Linked DNA regions of Danio rerio: region 1 is linked to region 2. The links are chromatin contacts, called in public Micro-C maps. All regions are on one chromosome and are shown on one strand. Each heading gives the region's core, a stretch centred on a gene start, on an enhancer-like site or on the middle of the called end of the contact. The rest is flanking DNA. Distances are from core to core; before and after follow the strand shown.

What was found. Hi-C and Micro-C count contacts between places; a contact is called where the count stands out from the background.
Region 1: a contact with region 2 is called in a Micro-C map of caudal fin, with 6 times the contacts expected there. The contact joins the promoter of zgc:113531 here to the promoter of klf17 in region 2. A contact is called at or near these places in 2 of 18 Hi-C or Micro-C datasets (caudal fin and an unstated tissue) and 1 of 4 datasets of contacts at active chromatin or transcription factors (embryo).

The regions. Positions count from the first base shown.
Region 1 is chr2:36,427,387-36,434,361 of GRCz12tu, forward strand. zgc:113531 reads left to right here and starts at 2,287. Exons shown (of 3, transcript NM_001013486.2): 1 at 2,287-2,821; 2 at 5,301-5,430. The coding sequence starts at 2,474. It also overlaps a transcript of ccdc24 not described here.
Region 2 is chr2:36,296,919-36,303,587 of GRCz12tu, forward strand. It overlaps klf17 (Kruppel like factor 17), which reads left to right and starts at 1,553. Exons shown (of 3, transcript NM_131723.1): 1 at 1,553-1,696; 2 at 2,128-3,094; 3 at 3,206-3,704. The coding sequence starts at 1,610. The coding sequence ends at 3,381.

The sequences.
Region 1 (6,975 bases), core at 1,037-3,536, 130 kb after region 2:
CACGTTGTACAAAGCGAAAGAGCATGATAAACAAACACAATACTGAAACAATTTGATACAAAACAAAAAAATACATAACATTCAGTTATAAAAGCTTTAAAGCTTTACATAACAAAGAAGAATATCTGAAACACACTCGAGCATGAATATATGTTACTCTGGTTATAAAAGAAGAGGTTTTCCTACCAGCGGACACAGAACAATCGTAGCTTCCTGTATCAGTGTAAACATTCCAGTTCCTATGGCGACAAGCTCGCAGTGTCATATGGTTGGCTTAGAGATCGTCTTTAACCCGTTCAGACCTGGTGTACATTACAAATGACTTCACCGTTTCCAGTTGTTATTGAATCCTAAAAATATCTTATTTTGTTGTTGGGAGTTTCACGCTAGGATGCAAGGATCTTGCAGGTTGTTCATACTATTATATGTAATACGTTTTCTGTATTTAGAAATTAGTGTAAGAAAATTTCATGTTGTTGATATTTCATCGTTGATATTACATTGTGTATACAGTATATAATATATATATATATATATATATATATATATATATATATATATATATATATATATATATATATATATATATATATATATATATACACACACACACACACACACACACACACAGACACACAATTTACATGTTACTGTAGGTTAAATCACAAAATGATTTGATTTTAATTTCAGGCTAACTGTAGATACAAACACCTATTTTATGTGAAAACAAAGTCTTGTGAATAGACTAAAAAATAAAATTGGATAATTGAAAACCTATACATACCTAATTATTGAGAATTAGTATTTTGTTCACATTGCTATGATTCAGAATCTTCCATACCAATCAGTTTTCATTGATCAGTCGGTAGACATTCAAAAAAGGGCTTCCAAATTTTTGAAAATTTCTTTGGTTTACCTGTAATCTCATATCTAATCTTTTCCATGTGTAGTACATTACAAAACTCTGTGAGCCATGTCTCAAATTTAGGTGTACACTCTTTGTTCCACGTCAATAATATTAACTTTTTTTGCCATAGTCATTCCATATTGAACTGTCTGGATTTGATCCAAGCTAAAGTTTTGAAAGGGAGGAGCCCAGCCTAATATTGCAATAAGAGGGTCAGGTGGAAAATCAATCCTTAGTACTTCAGAGTAAAAAGAGAACACCTCCATCCGAAATTTTGATATTTTTGGGCAGAACCAAAATATGTGTGCCAGTGTACCTTCATTGGACTTGCATTTAATACAAAGAGGCGATACAGAGGGGTATATTGAGTGTAATTTAGTGCGGGAATAGTGTAGTCTAGGACTACCTAGAATATTATTTTGGGATAGAATTAACTAAAAGATCTTACATTTTCAACATGGTTAAAAAATAAACCATGGTTTTATTGTAGTATTTTGTGTGTTGAGCATCTGTTTGTTACAACATGGTTAAAGCAGCTAAACTATGTTTATATATTTTGGTTATGTTATATTGCCAAAAACATGTTTTTTGAAGTTACAGTGCTCAGCATATACAAGCAAATGTACCCCTTACAAATGTATCGTTTAAATTATTATTTTTAATAGGAAGCTATACAATATTACATTGGTGCATACAGTATACTTTAGATTAGTCAGTACAGAAGCCAAATCTTGAGCTTATCTAAGGTAATAATAACTGTCCAAAACGGTCCAAAAACTAGTACACACAAATTTATATGATTTATAAAAACATTAGATACAAATTTAAAAGGAGGAAAAATCAAGAGAAATAAACAAATATAAATAAATATATATATATATATATATATATATATATATATATATATATATATATATATATATATATATATATATATAAAGAAAATTTTAGTTGAAATCTTGTTGGTTGCATTTCTTTTGCAATATTTTGCTTAAATTTAATTTTCAATTTCTTTTCAATTATCTTTCAATGATTGGCGACTAAAATACTATTTTGATAAATATATCTGTTTAATAAATCTGTTTAGTTTAAACGCACCAAAATACATTGCCTAGATTCACTGTAGCTGCTAAATTCGCAATGTAATTCACAATGGGATGTACTCAATTATGCTGAGCACTGAAATTGTTAGTTGTTAATTGGATAAACATATCAAAAAAACATTTTTAAAGTTTATTTTAATTTTATTTATTTGCTAAGTAAACAGCACATTCTAAACTCTCAATAGATACAGAAAGCTGCAATAACAGCGAATGCCCCATAAAAGCCAATCAATATTCAGGTATTCGGCTGTCACGTGTAAATTGAAACATAACCCAGGAGGCGTAAAACTTTCCCTGTGCGCAACAGCCTCCAAGCGCGAGCGCACACACATATCATAATGACATGCATTCTGTACTTTATGTAGATTAGATAACGTTGCAATCGCAATTTAGTGAAAATAGCATACTAATCAATATTTATAGTGCATTTGCAAGTTTTGCTTTGAGACAAAGTATTTTGATGATGGGCATGGCTTTTCTCTGTGGTTCCCCTGTGACTTTTCGTGTCTGGCTGACTTTGCTGATCTCCGGCTATCCTGCTCTGGCTTTTTCGGTCGCTGGACAGCAAGAGACGACCTGCGAGGCGAACGGTAGCGTCTATTATGTGGGCGAATGGTACTTTCTAGACTCGGATCCATGTACTCAATGCGAATGTACGGCTGACGGGTCTGCCTGCGCGCGGACTGAGTGCACATCCCTGCCTACCGCCTGCATCCATGTCAGCCATTACCCGACAGACTGCTGTCCGAGATGCGAGAAGATCGGCTGCGAGTACGGGGGAGAAGTGTATGAACTCGGACAACATTTTCAGGTAAAGTTTAATGCGTCAGGCAACATAGAAAAGCGAAGCTGCTTCACGCTAAATTGTTAAGTTAATCGTAGTTTGCACTGCAGTTAGCACAATTCTAGTGTCGTTTTAATGCCTTCAAAAAATAAATAATGTTTATGCCTGTAATTTAATGTTGGTGTGCAATTTAATTTGCCGTGGCGTGTGGAAAAAAATCCCTTTTTTTAAAGTTTGTTGCCATTGTTGCCTGCTAAATGCCCCAAAGCTTTGGTCCATAAAGAAAAATTCAACATATTTAGCGCCATCACGTGGTTGATCAAATTAATCATGTCTTCATTGGTGGAGATGTTTGTTCATCAATCGTTCTGACAGGTTCCTCTAGCTTACATCAGTAGGTGGCGACGGCGTAATTGTGTATTAAATCGTTTACTGAACACAGAATCGACTCCATTAAAATCAATATTGTTAACACGAGTCTGTTAAATAAATCTGTATGAATACACATTTGTTGCCAGAGACCACTGTTGTTTATTTTCTTGTTTAGTGAAAGAGCATGCATGTACTGTAAATAGGTCCAGCTTAGGGTTAACTAACTATGAAACGATTCTTAACAGTATGCTGGGAAAAACTTGGCTATTTACTGGTATTTTTAGTGACCAAAGTCTTCATGTTTTCCTTGCTTTTTTCAAATGGTTATATTTTAATATTTCTATACATTTGAATAAACAAACTTATTTTTAATGGATTACAAAATGTTAAAGACCTTAATATTTGATATTTTACTTAATTATGTATTTTTCCATCATGCCTTATGTAGTTTTTTATGCTATATTAAACATTCATTTTGATTACTGTTTATAAAAGCCCTAAAATATTTGTTTGTAATTATGCAATATTACATTGTTTACAATAGCTTTAATATTATAATTATGTGTCCATAAATATTGTGCAAAGTATGCTCCTGCAGTATACATTGCTTTAAATTGGTGAAATTCTCTCCAGACACAGGGAAATATAACACTTTATTGATAAATATGAAGCATTATGTGTGCTGTCTCAGAGAGTTTTATAAACTGTTATTTTGTTAAACATCAAAAACTATGACCACCATATAAGAAGGAATACAGAATATATCACTGATCACACTGGATTGCTCAGAAGTCATGATTTCATTATTGCCATGTTTTTATAGTATTTACACTAGCAAGTGAAGGTTTATTTATGGTGGCGGAGAGAGCTGAAACGTGCAATGTTAAGAAAACTAACTAATTTAGAGTATATCTTCAAAAATTCTCATAACACATGCAAATATAGAAATGCTCTGCAAATAATCCAGATCACAATGGAAATTTGTCTGGGGAAATTTGTCTTTTTTAACTTGTTAATGTGGAGTTAAAATAATGTTTCATTCACAATTAATTTCTCAATTTGTCAGATTATTAGGCCTACAAATATGCAAACAATACAAACATACAATCAGTGTTAAAACAATCAAAAAAACTCATGTATCTCTGAAAATATTTCAGTATTTGGATGTGTGTGAATTTGTGTTGTCAAATTGATAAAGATGTTTTTCTTTTTTTTTTTTTTATGTAACTTGCCGCGCACTAGCCCTCTCTTGACCACCATGTTTGTTTTGGCTAAAAAGAAAAAATTGTTAAGTCAAATGCTTTTACCAAATATGCCAAAAAATTGCCAGCTGAGTTGACAAACAATGCTATTTAGAAATCTTTTTTTTTGTTTGTTTTCATTAAAAGTAAAAAAAAAGTCTCATACTTCTCAACCAAAATACTTCTCCCATATTTTGACATTTCACGTTCACAGATGTTAAACTGTGAAACATTAATGCAGACATTAGCATTTAATACACTTTCTATGTTAATAAAATCCCATTCATATATTTCATCCTGAGACAGCAAAAAATCTTTTATTTACACTTTGTAAACTCGGATCAAAGCATTCCTTTACTTCTGAAAGGTAATTTTTTGATCATTCATATTCATTGTGCAAGTTCAAAAGGTATTACAGCAGGCTTCTTTTGTTCTGAAGTAAGGTGAAGAACAAATATGATGTACGCTAGGCTTAAATAACAAAAGGCAATTTAATACTCCATTTAAGCAACCGAAGAATGAAATATCTCTGGTGGCGCATGCCTGGAAGAAGCAGGGCTTATATGTGCTTCATTATCTCCCTGATTTGGTTATTATGGCTAATGGGGAATCCCTGAGGGGAAAATTGAAGCCTTCTGACAGACTCGGAGGAATACACTTTGCCTGATCTGACATCACGTTCTTCCAGTCCATTTACCCAAGCTCCAGCACTGAGGCACATGTGGTAATGCAGCTCCTACTTAAACAGCAGTGTGTGAGAGGAATTTGATCACATTCTTGACATTGTAGCGGTGTTAGATTGTCACAACATCAGGTGTCTGAATTATGTATACAAGCCCTGTTGGTTCCATTCAAAAAGCTTTTAATCATTTGATATCCTCTTTGATTGACAGCCGTCAGCGTGCGAGCAGTGCACCTGTTACAGTGATGGCATTGCCCACTGTCAGGTGGCAGACTGTGCTCCTCCGCCATGTGTTGATCCAGTCTATCAGAAAGGCGAATGCTGCCCTCAGTGCAAGGATGGTAAGTGTTTTTGTTGTTGTTGTTGGTTTTTTTAGAGTTGTTTTTAGAGATGCTCCGATCAGGATTTTTGCAGCCGATACCGAGTACCTACTCCTTGTCATGGTGATCGGCCGATACCGAGTACCGATTCAAATGCTTCAAGCTTTATAATGCATAAAGCACATATTCCCTCCAAGTATGGCACATAAGTGGAGATCTCTCTTTACTTAAGTGAATTAATTAAGGACGCTGCAAATAATCCCTTAAACACATCTCATGGCCAGAAGCAGCTTTACAAAAAGAGACATAACACAGGTAAAAAAATTGGTAAGAAAAATGACAAACAATTTCTCAGATCGTGTCACAGTAGCTCAAAACACGGTAAATACAATGGTTGCACTTGCAACAAAGGTACCATCACTCACGTCAATAGACTGTAAAAGAGGTTGCACAGCATCTTCTGTATATCTATATATATTTTAGCTGTTGTGACGTGAGCGCATAGATCGCTCATGCCCCCCAAACATCATTTACCTCCTGTCGTGTTGTGGCTGCTGTAGGCTATGTATTCGGCCAGATTGGCGAGGACCGATAAAGCAGAGGTGGGCAAATTACAAAAAAAAAAAAATATATATATATATATATATATATATATATATATATATATATATATATATATATATATATATATATATATATATTATTATTATTATTATTATTATTATTATTATTAATGGAACAGTATACAGCCTTACATATTTTTTCAGCCCATTCCAAACCTAACCACAGGTTCTATTCTCATACAGTCTCTGTAAATCCTTACATAGACCAAATTGCATCATAATTCACATTTTCCTATGATCCTCTTTGCAAAAACACATAGAATAACACTTATTTTCAACACCTATAGTTTGACGGAAAGCATAATGGAACTCTGCTTCGACTCATTTAGTTTAAGCTCACCTTAATACAATAAAAAATTTAGTTCACATAACTTGTTTTTCATTCCTTTTCCTTCAGCTTAGTGCCTTTATTCATCAGGTTTTGCTACAGTGGAATGAACCGGCAACTTATCCAGCATATGTTTTACGCAGCAGATTCCCTTCTAGCTGCAACCCAGAACTGGGAAACACCTATACACACTCATTCACATACATATTCAATTAACCTATAGGACATGTCTTTGGGGGAAACTGGAGCACCCTGAGGAAACCCCCGCCAACACGAGGAGAACATGCAAACTCCACACAGAGGGCTCTATTTTGACGGTCCATGCGCAGAGCGCAAAACGCAGGGCGCAAACACTTTCAGGGCGTGTCAGAACGCATTTTTGCTAATTTACGGACGGGAAAATGCGCTTCGCGCCAAGGCATTTGAAATCATAAAAGGGTTGAGTTTATTTTCTTAATGAGTTATAGGTGTGTTTTGAGAATAAACCAATTAGAGTCTCATCTCCCATTCCCTTTAAGACCCAGCTGCGTCGCGCCAAGAGCGCATTCGCTATTTACAGGACGCAAAGTAAGTCAAAGTGGAAAAAATGAGCATTTCACAAGCAAACAGTTGACA
Region 2 (6,669 bases), core at 303-2,802:
ATCAATTCGGTTTGCTGTCCTGGATTTCGCACGTCTGTTGCCGTCTCAGCTGTAATTATTCTTTACAATGAAAATAAATAAACTGTACTCTGCCTGTGCTGGGGAAAAGGACACCCTTTGTATTTCAGGAAATTCTCTCCATTTCCATTTCCACGTCTGTCCAGACAATGCGATTGTAGCGGATCCTGAATTACGTAGATGGGGTAAAAATAACTGGACTATATAAACTGCAAAAGAATCCGATTGTGCAAATGCTGCTGGTTTGCGCACACAGAACAGAAGCTGCGCGCGCAAAACGCTCATATAAAAATGCTTGAAATACAAGCATGTGCCTTTTAAAAGCGATAAAAAGTACTTTTGAAATGTTCATCTACATTTAGATTGTGGCGAAGATATTTAATGCCACGTCCCGGACCCGGAGGCATTTTTTGGAACTGAGTATTTTTGTTTAACGCTGGCCACCTTGTCTTTAAACATTGGCCCGAGAGCATTAGCCCGTTCATTTGCATTTTAATCAACTGAAAGAAGAGGTCTATTGACTCAGAGATCATTAACTAACATGTACCTGCATTGTTGAACATTGAGATTATCATGTTGTTTCGATGGCTCCGAGATTTTACAGCTGGTTATTCAAATGTTAATTGAGCCGGAGTTGGACGGATAAATTAATACTTATTTCAGACATATGAGATCAGGTCTATTTTAATACGAATGAAGAGGTGAAACTCACAGCAATGTAGTTGGCTTATTGAAACCACAATAGTTCTATTTGATAGGTTAGCCTGCCACATATTTGTTTTACTATTTAAAAAATAATTAGGAATGATTGTAGTTGATATTTTCTTATATATATTTTAACTGTTTGTTTTTACTTGTTTAGTTAAGTATATACTATAATTTAGCCCCTTTAAATAAATCATTCATTGTTATTACAATTTAGATTTTTTTAAATGTATTTTATAATTCACCAACATGATGTTTAAACGTCCCTCCAAAAAAAAAAAAAAAAAAAACTGCACGAAGTTTCACTGGACAGAGGGGTTTGTGGCGCCCCCTTTAGCACATGGATTTACAAATGAGAAAATAAATTTGGGAAAAACATCCAACGAATCTCATATCCATTTTTGGACTTACACATACGGAAATCTGTTGGGATGAAATAGTTTTCAGTATTATGGTTAGGCTTATAAAATAATAATTATAACCAATTAGTCTATATTGTGTGATGTTTATAGGCTTATTAACATGAAAACGCTGCAGACAAACTGATTCTTTTTGTAATTTATACTAGAGAACATCATCATAAAACTCATTTATCTTCTACAACATAAATTACTATTTGTAATTTAACGAAATAATGAGATACGCTTAATTAACGTCCAAATAATCAATTGTACTTTAACTATATTGACATGTTGTTGAAAACAGCCAGAGTAAGTATCTGATAGGCTACAACTACATCCCAAGCGTCATGAGAACACGCCCACTATGCATTCAGACCCTCCTTATAATGGGACAGGTAGACATCCAGCCAAACATATTAGAGACGCATTGTCTGCCTCGGACTGAATGAGAGTAAACACCTTCTGAGTTCCCTAACATTTGCAACATGGCTCTTGCAGATGCGATGTTGCCTTCGATAAATACCTTTTCAAACAACCACATTTTAGACGAGAAGCAGTCTGAAATAGTTCGGGTGAGTTCAACCTATTAATGTTTTAAATGTTGGATATTTCTGTACTTCAGCGTGTTTGTTTGTAGCTACTTTTTTAACTGTTAGAAAATGAGTAGTGGTTATCTGAGCAACATTGTAGCCTACGTCAACAAACTTAAGTTCGTTATACTGTGTTATCAGCTAATATATGTTTACACTTCAAGAAAGTAAAAGCTTAAAGTTTTTAGTGAAACGGGCCTAGATAAAGTTGTTTGTGGTAGGTTGTGTTGTACATTTCAAATAGAACATTTATTTTTAGAAAGTTGACACATTGGTAGTCGTACACAGGCAACTGCTAAATGTTTATTGTAGATTTTAAAACTGTCCTAATAATTAGGACTAGAATAAAAATTACTTCAACGTCTGCAGAAATAAGCAGTCTAAGTCGAAAGTTGTGTTTTCTTTTTCTCCAGGACTGGAAAGTTGATATAGCAAAAACTAACCCAAGGGCTGGAGACGTGAGACCCCTTATTGAGGTGGAGTTCAGCATTGTCGAATCTCCACCTTTGGCCAAAGACGAGGATGATCTTTCCAAGTTTTTGGATCTAGAGTTTATTCTGTCCAACACGGTCACGTCTGACAACGACAACACCTCAGCACCGCCGCCCGCCTATTCCCTCCCGGAATCACCGGAGAGCTGCAGCACCGTGTATGACAGCGATGGATGTCACCCGACCCCTAACGCCTACTGTGGCACCAACTTCAACTCACGTCCAGGACACAGTCTGGTAGCCGAACTGTTTACCCCGGACATGAATTATCAGGGCGAATATAATCTGAAAGGACATTTAGACAGATTGGAGTACACTGAACTGAGAGCTCTAAACACACGAAACCAACAACACCTGACCAACTCGAATAACGCGGGATATAAAATTAAAACCGAGAACCAAGAGCAATCCTGTATGATGGTAAACGACTACATGGGTCATTATTACGCACAAGAACCCCAGCGCGTAATGCAGCATCAAACGTACGGGCATCACGTGCAGCAAGATGTGCCTCGGGACATTTTAGGAAGGAAAGACTGCATCCTGACAGAGATGAACACTCAGCATCACATTGACATCTCGCATCAACAGCAGTTTATAAACAATGCGCATTTTCCACCTCAGTACGCCCAGCATCAACAGTACCACGGACATTTTAATATGTTTAGCGAACCACTGCGGGCAAATCACCCGGCCATGCCAGGTGTGATGCTGACTCCACCATCCTCACCTCTCCTGGGATTTTTAAGCCCAGAAGACAGCAAGCCAAAACGAGGGCGACGCTCTTGGGCGCGCAAAAGGACCGCGACGCACAGTTGTGAATTCCCTGGATGCGGGAAAACGTACACGAAAAGCTCCCATTTGAAAGCGCACATGCGGACGCACACAGGTATGTGGTGAAGGTTTAAATTCGAAGTTTTTTTTTTTTAAATAACTGTCATTTAAATACCTAAAAAACTTTTTATGCAATACTAAATGTTTCTTTTCGTCGTGTTCACAGGTGAGAAGCCCTACCACTGCAGTTGGGAAGGTTGTGGCTGGAAGTTCGCCAGGTCAGACGAACTGACGCGTCACTACAGGAAACACACCGGACACAGGCCATTTCAGTGCCACCTGTGCGAGAGGGCTTTCTCCCGCTCAGATCACCTGGCTCTGCACATGAAGAGGCACATGTAAACATAAAGAGAGAGACTATATCTATTTTAAGCAACAAGAGGATTTATATCGACGAGACAACTCCTATTTTGGGACAGCAGTTATATGTGAATAGCGGTAAAATGTCATTTGATTTAAATTATGACAGTATTTAATTGAAGGAGATTCTTGTTCATTTAGAAGGTAAATTATGTAGTACTTTTTCAGATGTATAAAAACGGGGCAGGACCCATACTTTTGTATATATGTTTTTTTTTTTTTGTATTCCCATTTATACATTTGTATCAAGTCAGGGAGTATTTTTCATGAATTTTCAGAATAATTAAAAGCCTTGCTTTTTTGTACTCCGCTGTTTGTCTCCTTTTCTCACTTGACATGTAAGGTGTAAAACCAGAAGCTTTTTGCATAACTATGGCCAAGATGTTGCAAGATTCTGCTTTAACTAATTTAACCAACGATTAGCCAAGGGGTAACTAGCCGCTATACTCTTTTTCAAAATACAGTTTTTAAAAAGTTATGATTAAGAAAAACAATAAATAAGACTACTATGCTGTTTTTTTTTGCAACTGGCCCAAAGAGAAAAAATATCTACACAAAGAAACTATTGCACAAATATATATATATATATATATATATATATATATATATATATATATATATATATATATATATATATACAGTTGAAGTCAGAATTATTAGCCCCCCTAAATTATTAGACTGTTTGTTAATTTTTTACCCAATTTCTTTTTAACCGAGAAAAGATTTTTGCAACACGTTTCTAAACATAATAAATTTAATAACTAGTTTAATTTTTAGTCTAATTTTTTTGTCTTTACCATGATGTCTGTAAATAATATTTTACTAGATATTTTTCAAGACATTTACAGCTTAAAGTGACATTTAAAGGCTTAACTAGGTTAATTAAGTTAAGTAGGCAGGTTAGGGGGATTAGGCAAGTTATTGTATAACAGTGGTTTGTTCTGTAGATTATCAAGAAAAAATATAGCTTAAAGGGGCTCATAATTTTGTCCCTAAAATGGTTCATAAAAAATTAAAAACTGCTTTTATTCTAGTCGAAATAAAACAAATAAGACTTTCTTCAGAAGAAAAATATTATCAGACATACTGTGAAAATGACCTTGCTCTTTGATTATTGCTCTTGGGCTAATAATTCTGACTTCAACTGTATGTATATATATATATATATATATTCTTCTCACAAATAGAAATACTGAGTTAAAACAAATATAGCGACAGCATCCAAAATAGGTGATATGATAGAAATACTTATTAAACAAAAAAAAAAAAAAAAGTTTGTTGGTTTCTTCTTCAATTCAGTTAATCTAAAGCTTGCTTATGTAGACTGTGGCAAAGAAGCTTAACAAAGATGATTTTCTATTAAATTAAAACAGCTTCAGTTGTATATTTGTAAATACTACCATACCCTATCTTCACTGTAATAAATCCTGGTTGCCTTAAATGTTTGAGCTGAATCAAATCAACCTTATAAGTCTATTGAACTTATATAACGTCAAACTGAATAACACAGCCTGCTTAACTTATATAATTAATTTAGAACACGTTAAAATGGCCTAAAACATATGCTGTCATGGCTAATTGATCATACATTTTTACAGTGTTCACATACTGTCTCTTTATATTTTATCTTTATATTTAACCATTTTACAAATGATTTAAATGCTATAACTTTACTCTTATTGGTCCTGAAAGAACTGTCAGGTTACTAAACTAAATTTAAAGACATTGTTCTAAATGAGAATTATTTTAGTTTTAATAGCAACAATTTAACAGTAGGCTATGTGACTAATCTAAAATTATCATTAACGTATGTATCACCATCATCGGTAACAATCATAATTATTATAATTACAAATGTTGTTGTTAATAATAACTTCAATTGAGTCGGACTGAATACAGCAGTCTGTCATTATATTCGTCACGAAAAACTGCAGTATGTCGCCCTCTCATGTCTCAAAACCGTCAGTTTAGCCACACGACTTCGTGGGGTCTCAAACTAAAGATGGTCAAGAAGTCAAACACTACGTGCGTTAGTACCTGCAACAAAAGATTTCAGACTAAGTACTTTTTTAGTGGTATGATGAATGGGATGTTTACATTGCCTTATAGCTTTATAGGCAGCATTTAAATTGGATCAAAACTATCCATCAAAATTGTCTTAAAACTGCCTAACAACCCATTCTTGTCTTAGGACAATTTTGATGCGTTTTTTTTTTTTTGATCCACTTCAATAGACATTTGCAGACATTGTGTTGGATTTGCAGAAAAATCAACATCCCAGGAAAGAATTTTCAAATCAAAATATGACTTTCCCATGTGAAACATTGAAACATTGATTTGTGGACACCATGACTAAAAGCATGTTTATTGCACATTTTAGGAGACAAAACAATTGAAGGGGAACACAGCATTTGATTATTCCTATAAAATACAAGATAATATTTCTAAAATCTTGCCAATTATTACTCCCTTTATTAAATTTCTCAATATTTTTTATATTTATTTACACAAGAAGTAATTAATATTGAAATTATATATAGTAAAAACTTACATGCAATAAAGAAAACGGAGATTTTTTTCTAAAATGATATACTAAATCATTCTGTTATGTCTTTTATACAAAAAAAGTTGTGTAATCTATATCCGAAGTTTGGTAAACAGAAAAAAAATTGTTAATATACATTCACACCTTTTTTTCTGGCTTTTGCGGCATGGAATTATTATAATTTTTATGATTATTTATATTGTATCATTATGATGTCCATTATATATCTGATTAAAGTCTGTGTTGATTGTGAAATGAAGAGTGAAAATGTGCTTAAATTGTAAATAATAACTCTTTTAGAAAGTGCAATTGAGCTTTGCTTAAAGCCAAATAGCATTCCAGTTTATTAATTGGATTGTTCCATCTGTTGAGTCTTTTAGTTGTGTGTGTTTAGTTTGTTCTGATTGAAGTTTCATTCTCAGCCAGTAATGTTTCAGTTAGGTTTTAAGTGTATAGGAACAACTGGTTGAGCGCACTTTCTGGTTTGTTGTGGGGGTTTTACAGTTGTTTTTACTATTTTACTTCGGTCTCCCTCTGCTGGCAAGAACGCATACTACATCAAAACAGCTTTCTACGTGGCATTTTTTCCCGTTACATTAAATATTTAAATGGATGTTTTTAAAAAATCAGTTTATGGCAATTACAGCACAATGTAAAGGCGTATATCATGGTGTTGATGTCACATTCATGCATTATGTTGGTTTGTGTGACCTTTCTTTGGGTTA